7 separate regions of the Mus musculus genome follow, and all the other regions are linked to region 2. Evidence: chromatin contacts called from public HiCAR-type, HiChIP or PLAC-seq and promoter capture Hi-C data. All regions are on one chromosome and are shown on one strand. Each heading gives the region's core, a stretch centred on a gene start, on an enhancer-like site or on the middle of the called end of the contact. The rest is flanking DNA. Distances are from core to core; before and after follow the strand shown. Region 1 holds the start of Zbtb42 (zinc finger and BTB domain containing 42). Region 2 holds the start of Hsp90aa1 (heat shock protein 90, alpha (cytosolic), class A member 1). Region 3 holds the start of Siva1 (SIVA1, apoptosis-inducing factor). Region 4 holds the start of Degs2 (delta(4)-desaturase, sphingolipid 2). Region 5 holds the start of Yy1 (YY1 transcription factor). Region 6 holds the start of Wars (tryptophanyl-tRNA synthetase). Region 7 holds the start of Slc25a29 (solute carrier family 25 (mitochondrial carrier, palmitoylcarnitine transporter), member 29).

Region 1 (3,147 bases), core at 226-2,725, 2.0 Mb before region 2:
GCAGTGCGTGGGTGCTAGGGAACAGCTTGCAGCATAGCGGGCAAATGCAAAGGTGCCTGCTGGGACCCAGCTCTTCACTGTCGAGCACTGGCTCTGCAGGCAGCCCAAGCTGCTGGCTGCCCGTCCCTTCGATGTGCAGTGGCTCCAAGTCCACTGCCAGGCCCTGGGCTGCAGAAGCACAGACTGGTGGTGGGGATCGGTCCGCGCTCTGCGGGCTGCTGCTATCTTGTTCTGAGAACGAATCTTGCTCAGCCTTCACCAGAGGCTGCGCCACTTGCTGTACGGAGCTGCAGAGGGATGTCTGGAGGCGACAGGGTGGGTGTACCTGCTCCGGTCTTGGGCTAGGCTTCAGTGACAGGTCCAGGGCCCCACTTGACTGCTCTGCAACCTGCCAAGACGGAGGTCCAAATGTTGGCAGGGGATGGGTAGCCTTGACCCCTAGAGATGGGTGTTTGGCCTTTGGTGCGGCTTGGCAGAAGGCAGGGGACCAGGAAGGCAGGGGGTGTGGTGGCTGCCCAGGAAGCTCTGTCCCCAGCGTACGGGTCTCCAGATCTGGGTCCTTCTTTCTGAGTCTGCCCTTGCAGACCTTGACGATGTCATACATGTGCAGGTAACTGGCGGCAGCCAGGACGTCCTCGACAGGTAGGTTGTGCAGGTCCAAGCGGCCCTCGTACATGAAGTCCAGCAGGCGGCTGAAGGCGGGTACCGTGACGATGTCGCCGTTGAGCCGCACCGTGTCGCGGCTGCTCGCGGGCTGATCCCTGTAGAAGAGATGGAAGTAGACACTGCACGCGGCCAGTACAGCGCGGTGCGCAGGGAAGCGCGCGTCGCCCACCAGAACAGTGCAGTCGCACAGGAACCCCAGCTCGCGCTGCTGCCTCAGGCGGCCCAGCAGCCGTACGCCGTGCTCCGGGAACTCCATGCCGCCGCAGTCATCACCTGGGCACAAACGGGACGCCTGTCAACACGCCGGGGATGCCGTGGCCCCCGCTCGCCCCGACGCGCCCTTCCCGGGTGCAGGCAGCCCACAGAGAGGCGCGGGAGTGACGCGCGCAACCGCCAGCCCTGAGCTGCCCCGGCACCTGCCCGGAGCAGGAAAAACTCGATCGAAAGTAAACAGAAGCCGCTCTGCCGCCGGGGCGGGGCTCGGGGCGCAGCGGAGGGGCCGAGCCGCGCGGACAGAAAGAAGTCAGGACTTCAGGCTGCCTCGCCCCCCCCCCCCCGCCTGCCGCGCCCCCCGACGCCAGAGTCGCCGCCCGCCCGCACCGCCGCCAGCTGCCACCGCTGCCGTCGGCCCCATTTATGGCAGCGCGGCCGTGGGGAACGGCCGGCTAGGCAGGCGGAGCCGAGTACCCGCCCCTGTGCTCACCTTCGCCGCACGCGCGGCTCTCCGCTCGTTCTGCAAGCTTTCCCGTGCAGCTCGGACCGCACCGAACTGGGGGCGGCGCGCCCCGGCCGGGAGGGCGCGGGGACCCGGACGGCGCCGGGCGGGGCGCGCACTAACTTGGCCGGCGGGGCAACGCCTGCTGCTTGCCCCGCCCCGAAGAGCGAAACTCCCGGCTGGAGCTGGAGGGGGCGGACCGGGCGACTTCCCGGAGCGGCCGAACCGCTGAGGTCACCTCGCTACCCCTTCTCTGTCCGCCCCACCCGGTCAGTCCCGCTAGAAGCTAGCCCGCCGCACTCTGTGACGGGAGGGGGTGCGGGACCCTCTCGCGATACTTGTCTCCTGGGCCTCTGTGTCCTCCATGGGGTCCCGACTGCCCTGGTGGACAAAGGGGCAGTTGCTTCTCCGTGGACTACGGGACAATGGCCTCGGACCCGTTGGAAGACGGTCCTTCAGATGGGTCAGGGCGCCAATGAGAGACCACAAATGTCAAAAAGAAATTCACTTCGCCCTATGAAGATTTCTCTTGAATTCACGTTAACACATCTGGGACAGGCCGTGGAGCTGGGGTCTCAGAGAGAGAATTACCGCCCTCTGCAGACCCTGGGCTGACAGTCAAGCGCACTAAGATCTGTGACAGAGGGCACTGGGTAGGGCAGATGTGGTGGGATGGGTTTAAGACACAATCACAGAGAAGTGGCAGGAGACCTCCGGAGTTAGGCAGACAGGTCACACACAGGATGTAGGAGGAGTGATATGGAGAGAGGCCAGGGCCGGCACCCTGGGCACAGTGTTCCAGGGGAATCAGGGTCAGCAGGGTTTGAGGAGACTCCTGCTTCTTCTGGGGAGAGGACGTGACAATAGAGCCCGGGGTTTAGAGGAGTCGAGGCCCCTTGGCATGGGCTACACCAATGGCTCCCAAGTGTGCAGGCGGAGGGGTATTCTTAGCTGAGGGGGCTTGAAGTTGCTTGAGACATCGCTCACGTTGAGCTTCATTAAGCTTGTCAGTTAGACACTCTCATTTACAGTTCTAGCGTGAGGGAGGGGCCACGCAGTACCAAATCACAGAGCCAGAGTTCCTATGGGGCTAGGCCCGTTCCGAATTTTCACCTTGCATTTGTTAGAAGTCCAGGGACCAATAATGTTGGGTGGGCACCACATAGAGAGCTGGAGGGTAAGTATGAAGGAGGTCTTGCACAGGAATTACAGGGAAAGGGGTTTGGGTAGAATATCCAAAGGCATTCTGGGTAGAGACAGCCGCTGAGTCCTGTCTCTCCCCCCAACCCCCTGCCCGGCTCATTAGACACTCAGAACAGAGTACCCAGTTGTGAAGTGGGGCTTTCTGGCTGTTGGGGACAGCTCCAGGGGGCCTGTTCAAAGTTGTATTGGAAGCCCAAGGGGGCTCCCAGGGTTCCTGGAGGACCTAGATTCTACAGGGAAGAAAACCAGTGTTGTACTAAACGGAGGTTGAAGCAGGGATATTTCAAGTTCTAGACCAGCCTGAGCTACATGGCAAGGCCCAGTCTCAACTTCCTGCCCTGGAAAAGAAATGTATGTGTCTGAAATGCACATTTGACTATATTTTCTTCATCTGGCACCTGCAGTAAGAAGCCTAGAGTCACCTGGCAGTTATCCAGGCACTGCATGGCTGAGGGGCGGAGCTTGGCTGCCCCCAACATAGGAGCCCGGCCGGGGGAGGGCCAGTTCCCTCTGACTGTCCAAGTATTTACCACCACTCTACCTCTGTAGGAATGGCCCACATC
Region 2 (3,147 bases), core at 249-2,748:
CAAACTCAGAAATCCACCTGCCTCTGACTCCCTCCCGAGTGCTTGGATTAAAAAGGCTTATGCCACCACTGCCTGGCTTCCTCTTTCCCGGCTTCTTTTCTTTCTAAGCTTTTATTTATTATTTTATGTGTATTGGTGTTTTGCCTACATGTATGTTTGTGTGAAGGTGTCAGATATTGGAGTTATGGACAGCTGTGAGCTGCCTTGTGGGTGTTGGGAATTGAACCTGGGTCCTCTGGAAGACCAGTCCATGCTTTTAACCACTGAGCTATCTCTCCAGCCCTTTTCTTTCTAATCTTAGTAATCGTTTTGTCAGCAGGAAAAGATGCGGAAATAGGAAATACAGGGTGGGAGTAACCCAAAGGAAAGGTATGGGGAGTGAAACCGAAGCCTATATTAAAGATAAACAAACAAGGAAACTATCTTTTGGGTCACGTTAATCGCCCAAAGTAACTTCGTATGTACACCATATGAAGGTGCTTCAAAAATCAGGATAGAGTGTTTTATATGACCATTTTTTGACTGCGTGTGCCTGTGCACCATGTGTGTTCCTGGTGCCCGTGGAGGCCAGAGAGGATAGTTTATTTCCAAGAACTGTAGTAACTGGTGGTTGTGAGCTGCCTTAACGTGCGTGTTTGGCACCACTAACTGCTCCCAGCCATCTCTCTAGTCCTTTACACTTATTTTCACACTGTGCGAGTGTGTGTGTGTATGGGCACGTGGGAGACACAGCGCTGAAGGCTAGCTTTTTTTCCCACGCTCTGGGTGGCAGATATCAAACCCAAGCACCTTTACTGGAAGAGCCATCTTTCCAGCCCCAAAATTACAGTAAATTAAGGTAGCACAAATTTGATACAAAATCCCTCACAACGCCCAATTTGAGGGTCATAGCTTTTGGTCAAAGAGAAATCCCCAAGCACTCTGGACGGATTTGTAAGACCCACCGTGTAAGGTCTCTCAGTAAGCCCACTGTAAGGCTTCAGAACACACTCCAGCGGGGTCAGCCCTGAAATTCAGACTACGCAACCAGAACCCCAGTCCGGGAGGCGCCCCACCCATCAAGGTGGAAGCCAGGGGGGGGGCGGGACTCGCCTCCTGCGGGGTCCGCGTTCCCAAAGGGAGCCCGAAGGGGGACCTTTTGCCTGCAAGGACCTAAAGCGCCGCAGAGGACCGCGAGGTTCACACAACACGCGCGCGTTCCCATGGGGACGTCCCTTTTACAGAGCGCCGGGGAAAAGAAGCCTTAGACCACAGGGCTCACATGGAGGCTTCAGGCGCATGCGCTGGCCGGCCCGTCCGCGCGCGCGCGTGCGGCCCGGGAAGGCGCCCGGCCCGCCGAGCGTTCCGGACTGCGCATGTGCAGAGCACCTGGCTGTGGAGGAGGGGCTTGCGTTCGTTCTCCGCGCGGGTTCGGCGCGCTCCAGGTGGAGGGGCGGGGCCCGTCCATTGCGCAGGCGCGGGCGCGCGGCCGAGGCGACGGTTGGGGAGGGTTCTTCCGGAAGGTTCCGGAGGCTTCTGGAAAGAAGCGCCGCGCGCTGGGCGGGCCCGCCTCTATATAAGGCCGGCGCAGGGGGCGGCGCGCCAGTTGCTTCAGTGTCCTGGTGCGGAGCGTCACGTCTCGTGCGTGTTCATTCAGCCACGGTGAGTGATGGCGCAGGCGGACTTAGCGGGGGCTTGGGGAGCAGGGCCGTAGGTTGCTGGCGCCGCGGCGGCAGCGGGGCCACCATCCGAGTTCCCTCAGCCCGCGGAGGTGGGCGGCCATGGCTTCCGACCCTAGGCCCCAGGCGGGCCTCATATCTACGCCCCAGGCCGGGGATGCGGCAATGGCCGCCGAGGAGGAGCGGTGGCGGCGGCGAGGCGGGCGCGGGGCGAGCGAAGCGAGGGTTGGGCTGTCGCCGGTGCCGCCGAGGCGCGGGCGGGCGAGGGAGGCGCCATAGCGGCGGGTTGGGGGAGGGTGGCCGTTAGGAACGGCGTGCGTGGAGCCGCCCGGGTCCGAACGTCCTCCCGGAGGCGCGCACATGCGCTTCGTAATTACCGCATTCTGAAATGAGGTCATCCCTTTGTCATCCACCCCCCGCCCCGTCGCCCTTTTCTATTTCGTCCCTTTCTTAGTCCAAAATAGAGTCGGTAAGAGACCTCTATAGAGGAGGGGCGGTCGTTAGCACGCCTGCAGCCATTCTGTGAGGCTTTAGAGTCGTCCTCTGTGTTCCAGATGCCTGAGGAAACCCAGACCCAAGACCAACCAATGGAGGAGGAGGAGGTCGAGACCTTTGCCTTTCAGGCAGAAATTGCCCAGTTAATGTCCTTGATCATCAATACCTTCTACTCGAACAAAGAGATCTTTCTGAGGGAGCTCATCTCCAATTCATCGGACGTGAGTATACCACTTGGAGGATTGGACGTTGCTTTCCCTGAAAATTTCACCTTGGGGTTTGCGCTTGACGGTTTTTTCATTTTTAATCTTTTCTTAATAGGCTCTGGATAAAATCCGTTACGAGAGCCTGACGGACCCCAGTAAACTGGACTCGGGGAAGGAGCTGCACATCAATCTCATTCCCAGCAAACAGGACCGAACCCTGACCATTGTGGATACCGGGATTGGAATGACCAAGGCCGACTTGATCAATAACCTTGGCACCATTGCCAAGTCGGGCACCAAAGCCTTCATGGAGGCTTTGCAGGCTGGTGCAGATATCTCTATGATTGGCCAGTTTGGTGTTGGTTTTTACTCTGCCTATTTGGTTGCTGAGAAAGTGACTGTCATCACGAAGCATAACGACGATGAGCAGTATGCCTGGGAGTCCTCAGCTGGGGGATCCTTCACAGTGAGGACTGACACAGGTAGGCATAGGCCAAAAGGAATGTATTCAATTGTAGGGGGTGTCTGGTTAACTTCAGTAAGTGCTTGAGAGGGTTAACTTGGAGAGTTGAAGAGTTAAAGAGCAGTCTGGCATACATAGCCTTAGTGCTAAGTCCTGAGCTTTTCAACAAAATTGTTAATCTAAAGGGAGCTTCAGGACCTGGGCTAGGAAATAGGAAAAATGTATGGCTGTTTGCTCAGTTGTACATCTTGGGCAAGGAAGTTAAAGCTTTGGAGACCTTTGCATTTGTGGGGAAGGTTAGCTGCTAGGAAACCTCCAGCAAGCA
Region 3 (3,103 bases), core at 187-2,686, 1.9 Mb before region 2:
CTCAAAGAGAGTGGCTATTCCCAGCTCAGTTGCCTCCTACTTTAAGACAGAATTACTTAAGTTCAAGGCCAGGCTAAGATACACGGTGAAAGCCTGTCTGAAAAACAAGAAATGGGAAGAGTTCCTGGAGGGGTACTCTTAACACAGGTGGGGCTCAAACCCACATTCCATTATGAGAGCAATTTTCTCCTTAAGGCCTCCTGGTCCAGCAGAGTCCAGAGTGTGGGCTGGGGTTTTGGTAAACTGTGTGTACTATAAAACTCGCTAGAGCCCTGCACCCCTTCCTGACTGGCTGGCTCTGAGTGGCCTGGCAAATGCTCCAACACACAAGTCCTCAGAAGGGTAGAGCCAGGCTGTTAGGTTCCAATTAACACTTAGGCCTTCTTTTCAACTGCATGCTTACATTTAAAAAAAATTAATTTACTTGGCTATTTAGTTACTATGAGTGTGGTCGGAAGACAACTTTCAGGAATTCTCTCCTACTGTATGTTCTTGGGACCTGACTCATGTCCAGGCTTGCATAGACTGCACTTTAACCAGCTGAGGCATTTTCTGGGCCGTGTTTGCATTGTTATTGCTGTTTTAAGACATCTCACCATAAAGCCCATGCCTTTCCCTTCTGAGTGCTGGCGTCAAAAAACAAGCCACGACGCCAGGCCATGTCTAGACTGGGGGGCGTGGGGGGAGGCACACTCTTTGCAGCTCAGTCCTGTCCCTTCACGCATCGCCCCTGCGTCTCAGCACTTGAGTTTGCATTCCCAGAGTACAGAGAGGGAAAGGACAAATACTGGGGCTGCGTAGGGAGTTTGTTTTCCCGCACATTCCAAAGGCGCAGCGGCACCGCTCAAAGTTATACGGCCGCAAACTGCGCCAAGCTACGGTACACTGCGTTACACCTGCCCCAGAAAGCCATCACTGCAAGGCAATGCTCAGCAACATCCATCCGCTACAAAGGCCACTTGCGAGGGCTCAGGGCAGTCTACGCCATCACGCCCACTCGAACCCAGTCCCCGCGTCGGTCCCGCGCTAGGCTAGTCCGCTCGGCAGCACTCGGGTCCGACTCGGATTTCTCCGGGAGCCGCCTGAAGCAGCATCCACCGTGAGCGCTCGGGACGCTCCCGCGGTCTCCCGCTGCCCTGCGCGGCGTAGCGCGCTCTACCCACGGAAGTCCACACTCACCGAAGACCTCGCGTGAGTAGCGCTCGGCGAACACACCGTGGCTCAGCTCTTTCAGGCCCACGTGGACTTTGAGTTGGAGCGGGGCTGCGTCTGCGAACGGGCAGCTCCGCTTGGGCATGGTAGCGGGTACCAGACACAGCCTTCAGCAGCGCGCAGCGCGCCGCGCGCCGAGCACACGTCACGGCGCCCTCGGACCGCGGCGGAGGCCCGAGCCGACGAGGGCGCGGCGCCCAATAGGCCGGAGAAAGGCTGGGGGCTCGCCTCAAACGGGCCCCGCTGCGCGGGATAGGCCGGAGTGACGTCGGGGGCGGGACTTACGCAGTTAACGGCGAGGGATAGGCTGAGGGAGGCAGTGGCTGGAATGCAGGGCGCGGGAAAAGGCCAAGGGCGCTGGCGCGGCGAGGTGAGGTCTGCGCAAGGCGTGGCACGGGATAGGCCGAGGGGGGGGGGGGTTGTGTTGGGGCGGGGCTAGTTTATGTCACAGCTCAGGATAGGCCGGGAACTAAGAGGCGGGGCTCTGGGGTGGGGCGCGGGATTAGCGGGATGCTACGTTGGGGGCGGGACTCGTGTGCTAAGGGGCTCTGCATAAACCAGCACGAGATCGAGGGCGGGGCTCAGCGCGCGAAAAGCCTGAAGGCTCTGTTGTCGCTAAGCAACGGTGATAGGTGATAGGTGAGATATCAGTATCAAACAGTAGGGTGGCGGGTTTTGTCCCAGCTCCTGATCTTAGTGGATACGGGCACCCATCTTCCCCTACGAGTTCCTCTTGTGTTCCCTTAGGTCTGATCTTGGGCAGGGAGCCTGAGGGTTTATGGCGTCACCTGCGGGTCCGCTGGTCAGGATTTAAAAATATTGTGGTGTCTTCTAACATGTTGAACAGGCAAAACAGTGATGCTGAGGGGTTTCTCAGTCCTTCTATTTCTACACAATCGGAACGTCAGTTATTCGGGTGCATTAAGTTTTGTGCTCATCTTGGAGTACAGGAGACCCGGAGTGTACACACAGCACCCGTTAATTCTCCAGACTTTGTAGAATGGAAGTCTCTGATCAAAGTGTCAGGTTCTCTGCAGGCTTCTGTCTTCCAGAATCTACAAATAAAAACTTTTGTGTCCTTACTGGATGTGTGTGTGTGTCCTCATCTCATAATAACACCCAGTACTTTGAATTAAGTTCTGCCCTAAGGACCCTGTTTTAACTCTTTAAGACTATATCCACCAGCCCTGTGTGTTGGCTCACACCTTTAATCCCAGCTCTCAGAAAGCAGAGGCAGGCTGATCTCTGTGAGTTGGAGGCCAGCCTGGGCTAGGTAGAGAGACCCAGTCTCAAAATACCGAACAAAAAACTGTATCCAGATACAATCACACTCTGACTCTTGGGAGTTAGGCCTTCGACATAAAGAAGGAGCACAATTCTAAATAGGACAATAGGGTCCAGTGACTACTGACTGCTGTGCTTCCCCACCCCCACCCCCACCCCCAAATGGTGGTTTCCCCGGTTGTAGAACTGTGCAGAATGGATGATACCTCTGTGTGGAGTCATGCGTTTGTCCCCTACTGCATGGCTTAAATCCAGCGACCTGTCCCAGGAACCACCACTAAGAAGGCTGTTGTTCATGTTAAGATAATGGACTTTTTCCTCCCAGAATCCGCACTTCCTAGTGCAGTCTGTACAAGCGCCATGGGGTTCCACTGGGCCTGACTCCCGTTCTAGTATGAATATGAAGTGTTGAAGGCTCCGTCCTCAGATGACGTCATGATTGAAGGGTAATAAGGTCAGGATGGCTGTGGTTTGTATATGCTGGGCCCAGGGGTTGGCACTATTAGGAGGTGTGGCCTTGTCTGAGTAAGTGTGTCACTGTGGGTGTGGGCTTTATTACCCTAGTCCTAACTGTCTAGAAGCCAATCTTCTCCTCTCTGCCTTTGAA
Region 4 (2,903 bases), core at 281-2,780, 2.0 Mb after region 2:
GCCCTTGGTCTTGTCCCCTGTGCTAGGCAGGGTCATAGAGAGGCCAGGCTCTAAGGCTCTGGAAGAGCAGAAGCAGGGGGAGAGCAGGTAAGAGCTCTGCTGTCACAGACCAAGCCCTCTCCTGCTGAAAGCTCAGAATACCCAAGATACAATTCACAGACCACATGAAGCTCAAGACAAAGGGAGACCAAAGTGTGGGTGCTTCGGTATGTCTTAGAAGGTAACAAAATACACACTGGAGCAAATACAGAGACAAAGTGTGGAGCAGAGACTGAAGGAAAGGCCATCCAGAGACTGCCCCACCCGAGGATCCATCCCATATACAGTCACTAAACCCAGACACTACTGTGGATGCCAACAAGAGCTTGCTGACAGGAGCCTGATAGAGCTGTTTCCTGAGAGGCTCTGCCAGAGCCTGCCATATACAGAGGCAGTTGCTCGAAGCCAACCATTGGACTAATCACGGGGTCCCCAATGGGGGAGTTAGAGAAAGGACTGAAGGAGCTGAAGGGGTTTGCAATCCCATAGGAAGAACAACAATATCAACCAACCAGAGCTCCCAGGGTCTAAACCACCAACCAAGGAGTATACATGGAGGGCTCTGTATATGTAGCAGAGGATGGACTTGTCAGGCATCAGTGGGAGAAGAGGCCCTTGGCCCTAAGAAGCTCGATGCCCCAGTGTAGGGGAATGAGAGGGCAGGGAGACAGAAGTGGGTGGGTAGGTGGGGGCACACCCTCATAAAAGCAGGAGGAGGGGGCATGGAATAGGGGGTTTCTGGGGGGGATGGGGAAAGGGGATAGCATTTGAAATGTAAATAAATAATAAATAAAATATCCAATTAAGAAAAAAAAAAAAAGGATGCCCGAGGCGCCTTACTTCTTAAGCCTTGCACCTGCGGATCCCCTAACCATCAATCTCCTCCCCTTTCTCTGGCTATTGAGCTACTTGTCCTACAAGATCCAGTGCAGAAGCTGCTCCAAGACCAATCTGCGCCATGGCACAGATCACCCTGAATCATGTCTATACCTCCAGCCCTCGTGTTTGACTCTTCTGCATTTTTGTTGTGTCTTTATGTCACTCTGCCTGGACACGCTGGGAAGACGTTGCTGGGGCCTGCCTGTCCCAAGCTCCAGATAGCCCTCTTCCCAGCTTCTTCTCCCCCAACATTCCCACTTACTCCCCTGTGGGGACCCGAACGCCCAAATCAGAAGACCCAGACACCCATGAGTCCCAGCGTGAACTGCGCTCCACGATAAGGCAACCCTGGCGCGGAGACAGGTGTGCACCGGAGCGCACCGCCTACAAGTTGCCTGGGGCTTTGCCACACCGCCAGGAATCCAAGATTACTGGCGGCCCCTGCAGGACTGCCAGGGTGCAGGAGTGACCGCATCTCCCAACCCAGGCCACTTGGGTTCCAGGGGACCACCGCGACCCGCCCCTAGGTCCGCCCACGAGGAGACTTAGCCTCAACTCCGCCCCTTGCCCCCGGCCCCGCCCGGGTCCCTAGGTCCCCGCCCGCGACACCTAGGTATGCTGTGACAGGTGAACACTGCGCAGCGGAGAGCTCGCTAGGGCTCCAACGTCCCCACCATGGGTAATAGCGCGGCCCGCAGCGACTTCGAGTGGGTCTACAGCGACCAGCCGCACACCCAGAGGCGCAAGGAGATGCTCGGTGAGCGCGCGCGAATCTAGCTGGGACACAGTAGCCACAATGGGGTGAATAGGATATGGGCGGGGGACAGTGCGCACGGGGGTCAGGGGTGGTGTGGTGGTGGGCCAGCGCGCCCCGCGGGTTCTTCGCCTGCAGCTAGTATGCGCCTGCTGTGTGCAGACCCTGCTCAGGAAGCAGGATATGCCTTTTTCCTTGGGGACGCGGGAGACCCCGAAGATCCCACCGGAGGATAGTAGCTTTCCTGCGGTGGATCTCTCCGAGGTCCCAGGGTGGGCACTGTCATGCGGATACCCCGCTGCGCGCTGGAGGACGCTACACTCCCTTCTCTCCAGCCATCCCTTTGGCGCTGGAGCATCTGTAAACGCTTGTATTTCATCAGATCAGCAATGCTGTTTCCTGTGGGTTTAATTCGAGTAAGTTTAACTCGCATTTATTCAACGGCCACCTTCAGTTTTAGTTGCCAGCGGCATCCGGGCTGGTCTCCTGGTCTCCAGGTTGTCGTTGGCCAGGTCTTGAACTGATAGGTCTGTTCTTGGAGCTTTCACTTTTTTGACATCTTCCTGACCGGCCCCTAAACTGTGCAAGCTTCCCTGTGACTTTTACATCTTTCAAATTCAGTTTGTGCCTGAGCTGCTGCTGCAGCTGCAATTGAGGGCTCAGGACCTAGAAACTGTTCTGTGGGTTTGTTCTTGTGGTTGTCTCCCACATGTCTGGGTTAGGCATCCTCCCTACTCTTGTGAACTTACCAGGCACAGCAGAAGGGACCTTGGTTCCCCTTCCTGTGCCACAGGAGGAGAGCAGGTGCCTGAGGGTGCTGAGGCTGGAGCAGGGGCCTCCTCAGCTTCTCCCCTGTCTCTCCAGTTTCCCTTTCTGAATTCTCTGGGCACCTGGCATTAGGTAGGGAAGACCTGTGGACAGGGACAGGGACACGTGCTCATGGGATCCAGAAAGACCACACCTGTGTGTGTCTGCATGTGCGGGTGCGCGCGCACACACACACACACACACACACACACACACACACACACACACACACACACAGAGGTGGGGGGGGGGAGGGAGGGACCTGCCAAATGTGGTCACATTCTACATTGCCTGGTACATTGCTAAGAGGATGAGGTAGGCTTCCTGAGGGATGGGAGCGGGTAAGGTATCTGGGACTCTAGGATACATGAAAGGTTCCTGACTCCTAGCTGCACAAGTGGACTTCAAATTTGTGGTCCTCTGT
Region 5 (2,897 bases), core at 188-2,687, 1.9 Mb after region 2:
CCTAACTCCCGTTCTAGGTCGATCAGGCGAGGAGCGCGTTGGCAGCGCGGGTGACAGGTTCCAACGGCCGCCGAACCCGCACACGAGCGCCCTACGTGCCACCCAAGTCCCGCCCCGCAGCGGCGACGGCCTGGGCCAGCGTGACCGCGGGGCAGCTGCGGCGGGGCTATGCGCCGCCCGCTCCGGGAAGGGCTTCGGGGAGACGCTTCGCGTCCGAGGGGGCCGAGCTGAGCGGAGCCGAGCGGGGCGGGGCCCCGACAGCCCCCGGGGGACGGCGGGGGAGCGGCGCGCGTCCGCCCTGCGCCACGGCCCTGTCAACGCCCGGCGGGTGGTCCGGCGCGGGGCGGCGCCCTCAACCGGCCCCGCCGCACGTCCGTTGGCTCGGGCGTGGAGGGGCGCTGGCCCCTCCCTCCCCGCCCGCCGCCCCAGCCCGCTTCCGCTCGCACAAACTACGCCATTGCGGCCTAGCCGGGCGCCGCCCCTCCCCCGCGCCGCCATCTTCGCGGCCCGCCGCCCCCGCCATCTTTTGGGGCCGCCATACTTGCCCGGGCGGAGAAGATGGCGGCGCCCATCACACACATAAAACATGGCTTCCCTTCAAAACAAAAACATCCCGAGCGGCGGCGCGCCGCCTGCACTCACCCGAGGACCACATGGTGACCGAGAACTCGCCCTCCAGGGTCTTGATCTGCACCTGCTTCTGCTCCCACTTCTTATTCCCCGGGTCGGCGCCGCCGCCGCCCGCCGCGCCGGCCCCGCCGCCCAGGTAACTCTTCTTGCCGCTCTTCTTGCCGCCGCCCTTCTTCACGCGACCGCCGCCCGACGAGGCCCCGCCGCCGCTCTTGCCGGCCGCCGCCACGGTGACCAGCGTCTGCTCTATGTAGTCGTCGTCGCCGCCGGCCGGCGCGGGCACCGGGATGAGGATCTGGTCCTCGAAGCCGTCCTCGGCGCGCAGCCCGTCCGAGTCGTCCCCGCCGACCACCTCCTCGCGCGTCTGCACCAGGATCACCTCCTGGTGGTGGTGCACTTGGGTCGGGTCGTCCGTCACCAGCGGCTGCAGCGCGATCATGGGCGGGTGGTGGTGGTGGTGGTGGTGGTGGTGATGGTGGTGGCCGGCGTGCCCGTGGCCGCCCCCGCCGCCGCCGTGGTCGCCGCCGCCGCCGTCCTCGTCGTCGTCGTCCTCCTCCTCCTCCTCGCCCACCACCGTGGTCTCGATGGTCTCCACCGGGATGGTCTCCACCTCGATCTCATGCAGCTCCACGATCTCGGCCGGCATCTCCGAGCCGTCCGTGGCGATGTAGAGGGTGTCGCCCGAGGCCATGGCTGAGGGCTCCGCCGCCACGGCCGCCGCGGCAGGCGGCCTCGGCTCCTGGGCTGCGGGAGGGAGGGCGGGCGGGCGAGGAGGCGGCCGGCCGTGGGGAAGGAAGGCAGAGGGAGGAAGGCAGCGGGCGGGCGGGGGGAGAGGGGGCGGGCGGCGGGGGAAGGGGCGGGCGCGGCGGCCGCGGGGCTTCCCCGCCTCCCGAGATCGGTGCGCCCCGCGCTGGCTCGCTCGCTCGCTCGGCCGCTGCCTGTCCTGCTTCCCCGCCTGCCTTCGCCTCGCCTCGGCTGCCTGCCCTGGCTGTGGCCGCGCCTCCTCCCGCCCTCCGGGCCGGCGTTACGCTGCCCCCTGCCTCCTGCGCCTCCGCCTCCTTCCACACAAATACCAACTCCTCAACCCCGAGCCCAGATCTCGCCGCCGCCGCCGCCGCCACACTCTGCTCCGGCTCGGCCTCGCGAGACTTCCGCGGGGCTCTCGGCCCCGCCCCGTCCCCGATTCCCCACTCGCTGTTCCGGCTCTCGCTCCTCCCTCGCTACCAATCGCAGGGCCCCTCGAGGCGCCGGGGCCCCGCCTACTCCCAACCAGGGTCCTCCCGATTGGGGGGGCCCCCGCTGGGGTAGGGGGCGTGGCGGCCCGCACGCGCGCTGGCTGGCCCCCCCGGCGCGTGACGTCAGCTCCGCGCCGCCGTCGCCTTACGGCGCTCGGCGTCGCGCGAACCCCGGCGTCCGCGGTGCAACAGTGACAAAAGTGCCGCTCCGGGGCCCCAGTCGCTGACAGGAGTGGGGCGTCGGCGCTGCGCCTTACGCCTCGGGAGCCGGCGAACTTTCCGCGCGACCCAGGCGCACGGTAACGAGCTGGGGTGAAGGGGGGCGCGCGCCTGGGGCTGGCGTGCTGCCGGCGGGGCGTGCGACCGGCGGCCGCGTGGCCGCAATAAAGTCTGCTCTGACGAGAAACGCCTGTGCTTGATTTTTGGTTTCCCGTTCGTTTTGCCTTTACTCGTTACTCGGGGTCTCGTGCGGTAGCGGCACGGACGGCGTAGCCGACCGTGTGCTGCCACGGGCTCTTTGGTCGCGTGCCGGTGGGCGGCGCGCGAAGGCGACCGCGGCAAGCGGAAGCGGCGCGCGCAGCCTAGGGTTCACCGTTGGAAGTGTGTCCGTTATTCTTTTATGACCCGCGGAAACCGGAGACCCAGCCGTTGGGTGCCTGTTGGAACGAAGGGTCTGGCTGCTCCTGTCGAGCGACTCCACTATTGTAGCTTTCTGAAAACTCCCTTCTATCTTTGAATAACTTGACACAGGCTTCGCCTATTCCTCGCTCATAAACATTCCTTTTGCCGAAAAGGACTATTTAAAAATATTCCTTTTAAATAGTCTTTGCATTTAGCTCTTTGAAAATTCCATGTCTTTTGTGATTTCCCTATTATAAGTAACAGCTTAGGTTTTCCTTGTTCAAATCATCAAATTGCTTAAGATACATTGTAGTGAAGTGTTTCTTCTGTGCTTCCTTTCGATAGACCAGGTGTGGTTTAAAGCAACATAAAGTTAGATTGCCTTTTTTTTTTCCAAGAACCGAAAATTTG
Region 6 (3,087 bases), core at 533-3,032, 1.8 Mb after region 2:
GTCTTCATGATTTCAAAACAAGTGTCTTTAACAGATGAACCTCCCTAGCCCATTACAAGTACTCACTATGTAAGCCAGGCTGGTCTTAGTCCAGTCTTCCTGCCTCAGCCTTCAGAGTGCTGGCATTACAAGTATATATCACCATGTCAGATCACACACTGGGCTCCAAAATTCCACTCAAAGCCTTCCACATCTGTCCCCTAATGGCATTATTTGCCCTAAGAATCCCACTGCCATACAAGTCTGCTCATCATCCAATGCCTGTAGCTATCATTCCTACCAGCAGCTGAATCCAGGCAGGTAACAATGTCCACATTTAGAAACATCTTCGAAAAAGGACTTCTAAAACCAGCTTTCCACTCTCCAACCAAACTAAGATCCCACTAGAGACTAACCACACAGAGATAGACCCATGCTCTGCAAATAATTTGATCTCTACATATTCAGCAGGGAGTTGAGGCCAATCTCCTGGTTCCTCAAATGAAACCCATCTGATTCCCACCACCATACTATATAGAGCTCGGTCACAGCCTGGGTTTTAAGCTACACGGTTATCTGCAGGGTAGACTCACAAAAGAGGCCTATAGCAGATCTGAGGACAGTGTGGCTCATCAGCTCCACAGGGGATAGAAAATGAACGACAGCAAGGGACTGGACACCAGATGCACCACACATAGATTTCATTCTCTCACTCAACATCTGCCACAGTAGGCAAAACAGTAAATGATGTCCTTCATTCATCACACTCCCAAGCCATAGAAAGACAAAAACATCCCTGACTCGTGAGCCAGACGATGTCGTGGACTTGTGAACTCAAAAGGAAAAGGATACAGGGTAGCTGGGCCCAAGACTGCATCTTTTTCTGGAGCTGAGACAGGTCTCAGAGAGACTACACCAGTGTGACGCTCTGAAGAGGTTGAGGGAACTAAGGTGTTCACAATACTGTGACTAAAACAGAACCAATACCAATGAAGAGGAGTCAAGGGTGAGTCAAGAAAACATATATGAAGGGAGACGGCTGAGAGAGATGCACACCGTTTAGGAGATGATGGTAGCCATCTTGTACCCAAGTCCAAAAAATGCCATGAGAAAGGGGGGGGGGGGGAGGTGAAACCAAGAGGAAGAGGCTAAATGGGGGAAAAAGAGGACTGAGGACTGAAGTCGAATACTGAAAAGCTAAAGGGAGCACGGATACATGGGGCAGGGTGTCCTGTGTGCTTAGCTCACTGTCCAAGAAGCCTCAATCTGGATGAATTTGCAGACAGCAAGGTGATGGGGCAGGGAACTGGGAAAGTTAAAGACAGAATTTTCCCGTTCAACACACGGGTCCTAGTTTCCTACTCTGTGTTAGGCACTATGATAGATCTGATGTGGGTAGAAATTCACACGGATCTTGCCCCAGAGGCCATGGATACAGGATGGGAAACAAAAAACAGACACGGGTTTTGAAGGATGAGTAAGTTAGCCAAGCTGTCAACACTAATGGGTAAAGAGTTCAGAGCACAGCACTCTAGGAATGAACGGGAAGAACAGGAAGGCAAGCGGCGAGCTGAGCCCGGCGCTAAGAAGCGAGAAGCATGCGGCCGCCACATCCCGGCCCCCTCCCTCCCGGGCCCGCCGCTCACCACACACACACACACACGGAAGCTCTTGGTCCACCCCTACAACGGTCCGGCCAGCACTCGGGCCGCCCAGTCGCGTTCCACCACGACGCCAGCAATTTCAGCCAATCGGAGATGGTCTCTGCCCTCCTCTGCCTGGACAGCCAATAGCGGCATGCCGAGACCGGAAGTTATTCCAGCCGGCTGGTGTTTCCACGGACGCCCAAGAGGTACCGGTGGCTGAACTTGGGGGTGCTGACTGGTGGGGCCGAAGTGGGGGCCGCCGGTAAGTGAGGAGGGGGTGGTCACTGCGCCGGGAGCGAGGGAGGGATGCCGAGGTGGCGCCGGGGCCTTCGGTTGACGCCCCGGCGCCGCGCCCCGAGGATCCAGCTCGGAACCGGGCTGTCTGTTCTCTGGGCACCTGTACCACGAGGGACCGGGAGGCTGCGGCGGCGCCGCCCACCCAGCCTGTCATCGTTTCCCACCGCCTGGGCTTTGCCCTGTAGGATCTCTTTGCCCTGTACGAAGTGTTTGTAAAGCCCCTGGTGCCCGTTTCACAGATGAGGAATCCTAAAGAGAAGCAGAGAAGGAACGCTACTTGCCCACGGTTTTATGATAGCACACCAAGCTCTATGTCCAACATTAAAAGCCTATCTTTCCGCTGCAGTGCACAACTTCAGAGCAAGGCTGCTTCGGGAAGGCAGTGATGTACAAAGCGATATGCCCGTCCTATTTGTCGCTACACTACACACAATTGCAATGATGCTGTGGGGGCGGGAAAGGAAGAGGGTGGGGAGGTCATATGGCGGTCAACCTGAAGAAAGGGACAGCTGATGCAATGCAATGACAAGTAGCTCCGGGCTCTTGAGAGTTTGGTTGGCCTCAGCCGCCTCCTCCCACGGCCCAAGTAGCTAGCCAGTGGCTGGACTTGCTCTTGAAGAAAGCTGGGCAAATGGCTCAAATGCTTTTGGGAACCTGAGTGATTTCTAGGAAACCCCTCAGTAAGTGAAACTGAAAGGGTGTGGCAAAGCAGATAAGAAAAACAATAGTCTCTTCTAAAAAAAAAAGAAAAAAAAAAAGAAACAAACAAAGAAACTGAAAGGGGAAGAGGAGAGTATTAAAGACCTCCACCCTGGCTGGGCAGTCTCATATGTTCAGCTGTCCAGCTTGAGCACCCTTGGACTACACAGCCAGGGTACGTATTGCCTTCTCTGCTAGGCTAGCAGCGTGTTTTCTGTTGTTGCAGTGGTTTGGTTTGGGTCACCTACCTCATATGAGAGCATTGAAGACTTGAGGAGGGTGTGTGTCTGGATTGGGATGTTGTGCATGTATTTCATCTAGTTGACTCAGGTTCAGGTGATGCCCTGGTTTTGAGTAGATGTGGTGGGTGCCCAGTGACCTGTTTGCATTCAGAGCTTGCCCTTCAGCATCTTCAAAGCTCCGGTTGATCTGGCCTCCTTAAGTGGTCAGTGTCTGAATACGTTGA
Region 7 (3,052 bases), core at 345-2,844, 1.9 Mb after region 2:
TCCTCTTGCCTTCCCAGCATGCATGAGACCCCGAGTTCCACCTCCAGGGAAAGAAAAGGTAACCAGGTGTCATCATTCAGGAGGCAGGCCATGAAGGTGTCAAGTTCAAGACCAACCTGGGCTACATATCAAGAGCCTGTCTCGAAGCCACAGGCAGAAAGAGCCGTCTTGTCTCATCGGATGCCCTCCCGTTTCTTAGAACCAGAAACCAGGGTGGAGGCGTGAAGACCCGAGCTTTACCACCGGACCCCAGGGTATTCTTATGGCTGTGTCCCTGCAGGAGGATTGCTGGGGTTAATGGCAAAGGCCTCAGGAGGGATCCTACAATCACCCCAGTTCCAGTGTGTACTTCCTTCTTCCTCTTACCACCTGCCTTTAGAAGGCATCCAGATGACTCAAAGCCTGTGGAGATCAAACCCAGGTCTCCAGACCCCTAGTTCAGGGCCCAGTAGCCACCACAAGCACTGGACTAGGGGTCAGCAGGCCTGGACTTGGGTGTCGGCTTCACGAAGGGTCCATTCAATTCCAAGGATAAACACCACCTCTCAAACAACACTGGGGTCCCTGGTCTCAGAGCTGCCCCTCCATCAGATCTGCCATCCCACAACTCCGCGCCCAGTTTAGGGAGGGGAGAGGCAAGAGCAGAGTTCGAGTAACCACAGGAGTCTGTTACTCCACTCTCAGCTTAAAAGAAAGTCACGACCAGCAGAGGCCCGGTAAGTGATGGCTGTATCCATCACTTGGACTTGCTTCCAGACTCCTTGCTGTTGTAGATATTACCAGCAACTGGGGGGGTGGGGGGCGGCGCGTCGGGTTCTTAGCCCACCTCAACTTTAATGCTCTCCAAGCCTGGAATATCTGCTTGCTCCTTGTCCTGCACCTAGCTCACCCTGTCCCAAGGCCCAGAGCTGCAGTCAGATGCCCGCGCCCCTGATCTGGCCTGCTGGCGGCTCCCAGGAACACGTCGGGCTTGGCGGCACCCTTCCATCCTCAGGCCCCATCCACAGGCCCCTTCTGTTTGAAAACGTTTCTACGTCCTTCAAACTCAAGTCCCTGTCTCTGCCTGGGTGCACTGGGTCCTCAGTACTCCTGCGCGTTCGCTTAAGAAGATCCGGGGCCTCAGAGGCCCCTCCAAGTGGGCGGTCGTTCTCGAACTTTCCCAGCAAGCTGAGTCCAAGACCAAAGTAGGCCTTGGGAGAGTCGCGGCGTTCCACGTGTGCACTCGCCACTGTGTCCTCTTGACACAGGCAAGGACGATGAGGTTGAGCAGGAGAGTCGCATCCAAATACCGTGAGGGGTCCGAGGATTGAAGCAGATCGAGCGCCGCCCTTCGGACCGTGCGGTTGGGAGGTTCTGGGCTCCAGTGTGCAGTGTGCCCACCGCACTGCCCCTTCCTTGCGCCGTGCGGGCGGGCCCGAGAAGCACAGTCTTTGTCTACTGAGCCGGGAGGCACCCCCGCCCGCCGCGCCCGAGGCCACACCTTCCAGGCGCGCCCAGCCAATGAGACTTGGCGGCGGCACCCGGAGCACGGGGTGTGTCCGTGCCTCGCTTACCGATTGGTTGCGCTCTGCCCCCGCGGGGGCTGAGGCCGACGGGGCGGTGCGAGCGGTGCGAGGTGAGGCCCGGCAAGCTGGACGCCAGGGGAGTGCTTTTCTAGGAGTCGCCATCCAGTCGCCTCCCCGACCCGGCTGCGCGCCCGGAGGCCAGATAGCAGGAGTCGCGACGGCCAACCGCGGGCCGGGCCCGAGGAGTAGTAAGACACAGCCGGCTCGCCGGGCCGGGCCATGGCGCTCGACTTCCTGGCTGGATGCGCCGGAGGTAAGGAGATGACCGGCATGCCAGGCGGGCGTTCTGGCTGGTACGCGGCGACAGGTGTCTTCTTGACCCTTCCGTGCGCACTGAGTGCAAGGTCTGGGGATCCTGGCAGCACCGCGGCTTGGCCGGAGGCAGGGACAGAACAGAAGGATGCGGGCGCGCAGCCTACTGATCCCTTCCCGCAGCTGTCTGAGCGAGGCTGGTGACACCGCGCGACCTCCTAGAAGGCTGGCCCGACCCCAGGCGCCCAGCACTTCCCATGCATTGCTTTAAGCTGCTGGAGGGCTCAGGAGAGGAGGAGGCGGTCCACCGGGTGGTCAAATAAATGGTCATGTCAACCTGACTGAAGAGCGCTCGAAGCTGAGAGCAGGCTAGGTCTGCCCATGACACTACCGTGCGGACCTGTTGAACGTTTAGTGCCTTTCCTTTTGCCTAGAGGATTAGTTTATTTACTAAGTATTAAATAGAGCCTGGTTTAGCCGCTGGGATTCCAGGTGAATCGACTGAGGTGGTAGTGGTCTGGCTGGTTATATGTTCAGCTCTGAGGCCCAGACCTGGCTCCTCATCCACCTGTCCTGCTGTCTTCATCCTTCATAGCCCTACCCGGAAAGGTCTCTCCTGGAACAGTGATAGGCTGGAGTTGGCCTTAGGTGCTTAATCCGTGCTTGCTTCTTCCTGGATGGAGAACATTGCTGTCTGGCAGAATGCCTTCCCTGAGCAGTGACGTACCCTCTAGGTGCTTGAGAACCACCAGACTGTCACCAAGTCTTTCTTCTGTAAGCTGTGGGAAGGCCACAGAGATTTCCACAAGCAGGTGGAGAATTAGAGACCCAGAAAGAGCCCCATGCTAGCCCCAGCTGTAACAGGGCAGGTGAGGGCATCTTCAATGGCCAGGACTCCTGCCGTGGCCAAGACCCCCTTGTACTGCAGTTTCCCCAGGGCCAGAGTTACCTCCATTTGTAGCCTGGGATATACAGTTGATCTGGGGAGCATATATTCACCCTGAGGCCAGGCTTGCATAGAGACTTTGAGCACCCCCACTGTCCCACAAGCCCATGGGCACTTGCTCAAGTAGGCCCTCCCTGCCTGGGATACCCATCTGTCTTCAACCAGCCTGTCTCAGGGTGGTCATGTGCCCTGTCTCCAGCCTGGTCTGCATTCTCACCCAGGGTGTGTAGAGAGTGCCCAACTACGTGAAGTCAAGCACTGACTTCATGCACGTCTGAGGTTTCAGCTG

The links. Promoter capture Hi-C pulls out the DNA fragments that hold promoters and counts their contacts. HiCAR-type assays count read pairs that join an accessible place to other places. HiChIP or PLAC-seq counts read pairs in DNA pulled down with a chosen protein or histone mark.
Region 1: a contact with region 2 is called in a promoter capture Hi-C map of liver, with 4 times the contacts expected there. The contact joins the promoter of Zbtb42 here to the promoter of Hsp90aa1 in region 2. A contact is called at or near these places in 2 of 39 promoter capture datasets (liver and pre-B cells), 1 of 115 datasets of contacts at active chromatin or transcription factors (pancreatic cancer cells) and 1 of 9 other capture datasets (liver).
Region 3: a promoter capture Hi-C map of liver shows a contact between it and region 2, with 8 times the contacts expected there. The contact joins the promoter of Siva1 here to the promoter of Hsp90aa1 in region 2. A contact is called at or near these places in 2 of 39 promoter capture datasets (liver and pre-B cells) and 1 of 115 datasets of contacts at active chromatin or transcription factors (pancreatic cancer cells).
Region 4: a contact with region 2 is called in a FOXA1 HiChIP or PLAC-seq map of pancreatic cancer cells. The contact joins the promoter of Degs2 here to the promoter of Hsp90aa1 in region 2. A contact is called at or near these places in 3 of 39 promoter capture datasets (hippocampal neurons, liver and pre-B cells) and 1 of 115 datasets of contacts at active chromatin or transcription factors (pancreatic cancer cells).
Region 5: a promoter capture Hi-C map of pre-B cells shows a contact between it and region 2, with 11 times the contacts expected there. The contact joins the promoter of Yy1 here to the promoter of Hsp90aa1 in region 2. A contact is called at or near these places in 10 of 39 promoter capture datasets (the 3T3-L1 cell line, 3T3-L1-derived adipocytes, cranial neural crest and 5 more), 5 of 484 Hi-C or Micro-C datasets (the G1E-ER4 cell line, embryonic stem cells and muscle stem cells) and 6 of 115 datasets of contacts at active chromatin or transcription factors (astrocytes, embryonic midbrain, extraembryonic endoderm stem cells and 3 more).
Region 6: a HiCAR-type map of astrocytes shows a contact between it and region 2, with 4 times the contacts expected there. The contact joins the promoter of Wars here to the promoter of Hsp90aa1 in region 2. A contact is called at or near these places in 4 of 39 promoter capture datasets (the 3T3-L1 cell line, cranial neural crest, hippocampal neurons and 1 more) and 5 of 115 datasets of contacts at active chromatin or transcription factors (astrocytes, embryonic midbrain, extraembryonic endoderm stem cells and 2 more).
Region 7: a promoter capture Hi-C map of liver shows a contact between it and region 2, with 10 times the contacts expected there. The contact joins the promoter of Slc25a29 here to the promoter of Hsp90aa1 in region 2. A contact is called at or near these places in 3 of 39 promoter capture datasets (hippocampal neurons, liver and pre-B cells) and 2 of 115 datasets of contacts at active chromatin or transcription factors (astrocytes and microglia).

What each region holds. Positions count from the first base shown.
Region 1 is chr12:112,677,168-112,680,314 of GRCm38.p6, reverse strand. It overlaps Zbtb42 (zinc finger and BTB domain containing 42), which reads right to left and starts at 1,475. Exons shown (of 2, transcript NM_001100460.1): 1 at 1,370-1,475; 2 at 1-939. The coding sequence starts at 922.
Region 2 is chr12:110,694,746-110,697,892 of GRCm38.p6, reverse strand. It overlaps Hsp90aa1 (heat shock protein 90, alpha (cytosolic), class A member 1), which reads left to right and starts at 1,498. Exons shown (of 11, transcript NM_010480.5): 1 at 1,498-1,641; 2 at 2,213-2,374; 3 at 2,475-2,841. The coding sequence starts at 2,213.
Region 3 is chr12:112,643,161-112,646,263 of GRCm38.p6, reverse strand. Siva1 (SIVA1, apoptosis-inducing factor) reads right to left here and starts at 1,436. Exons shown (of 4, transcript NM_013929.2): 1 at 1,180-1,436. The coding sequence starts at 1,297. It overlaps Gm30101 (a long non-coding RNA gene), which reads left to right and starts at 1,497. Exons shown (of 3, transcript XR_381987.3): 1 at 1,497-1,582; 2 at 2,822-2,950.
Region 4 is chr12:108,700,933-108,703,835 of GRCm38.p6, reverse strand. It overlaps Degs2 (delta(4)-desaturase, sphingolipid 2), which reads left to right and starts at 1,530. Exons shown (of 3, transcript NM_027299.5): 1 at 1,530-1,675. The coding sequence starts at 1,594. It overlaps Gm40572 (a long non-coding RNA gene), which reads left to right. Exons shown (of 4, transcript XR_872978.2): 4 at 1-312.
Region 5 is chr12:108,791,837-108,794,733 of GRCm38.p6, reverse strand. It overlaps Yy1 (YY1 transcription factor), which reads right to left and starts at 1,437. Exons shown (of 5, transcript NM_009537.4): 1 at 643-1,437. The coding sequence starts at 1,321.
Region 6 is chr12:108,892,869-108,895,955 of GRCm38.p6, reverse strand. It overlaps Wars (tryptophanyl-tRNA synthetase), which reads left to right and starts at 1,782. Exons shown (of 10, transcript NM_001164314.1): 1 at 1,782-1,887. Wdr25 (WD repeat domain 25) reads right to left here and starts at 1,684. Exons shown (of 7, transcript NM_177602.3): 1 at 1,643-1,684.
Region 7 is chr12:108,834,418-108,837,469 of GRCm38.p6, reverse strand. Slc25a29 (solute carrier family 25 (mitochondrial carrier, palmitoylcarnitine transporter), member 29) reads left to right here and starts at 1,594. Exons shown (of 4, transcript NM_181328.3): 1 at 1,594-1,818. The coding sequence starts at 1,785. Mir345 (microRNA 345) reads right to left here and starts at 497; the gene lies at 402-497.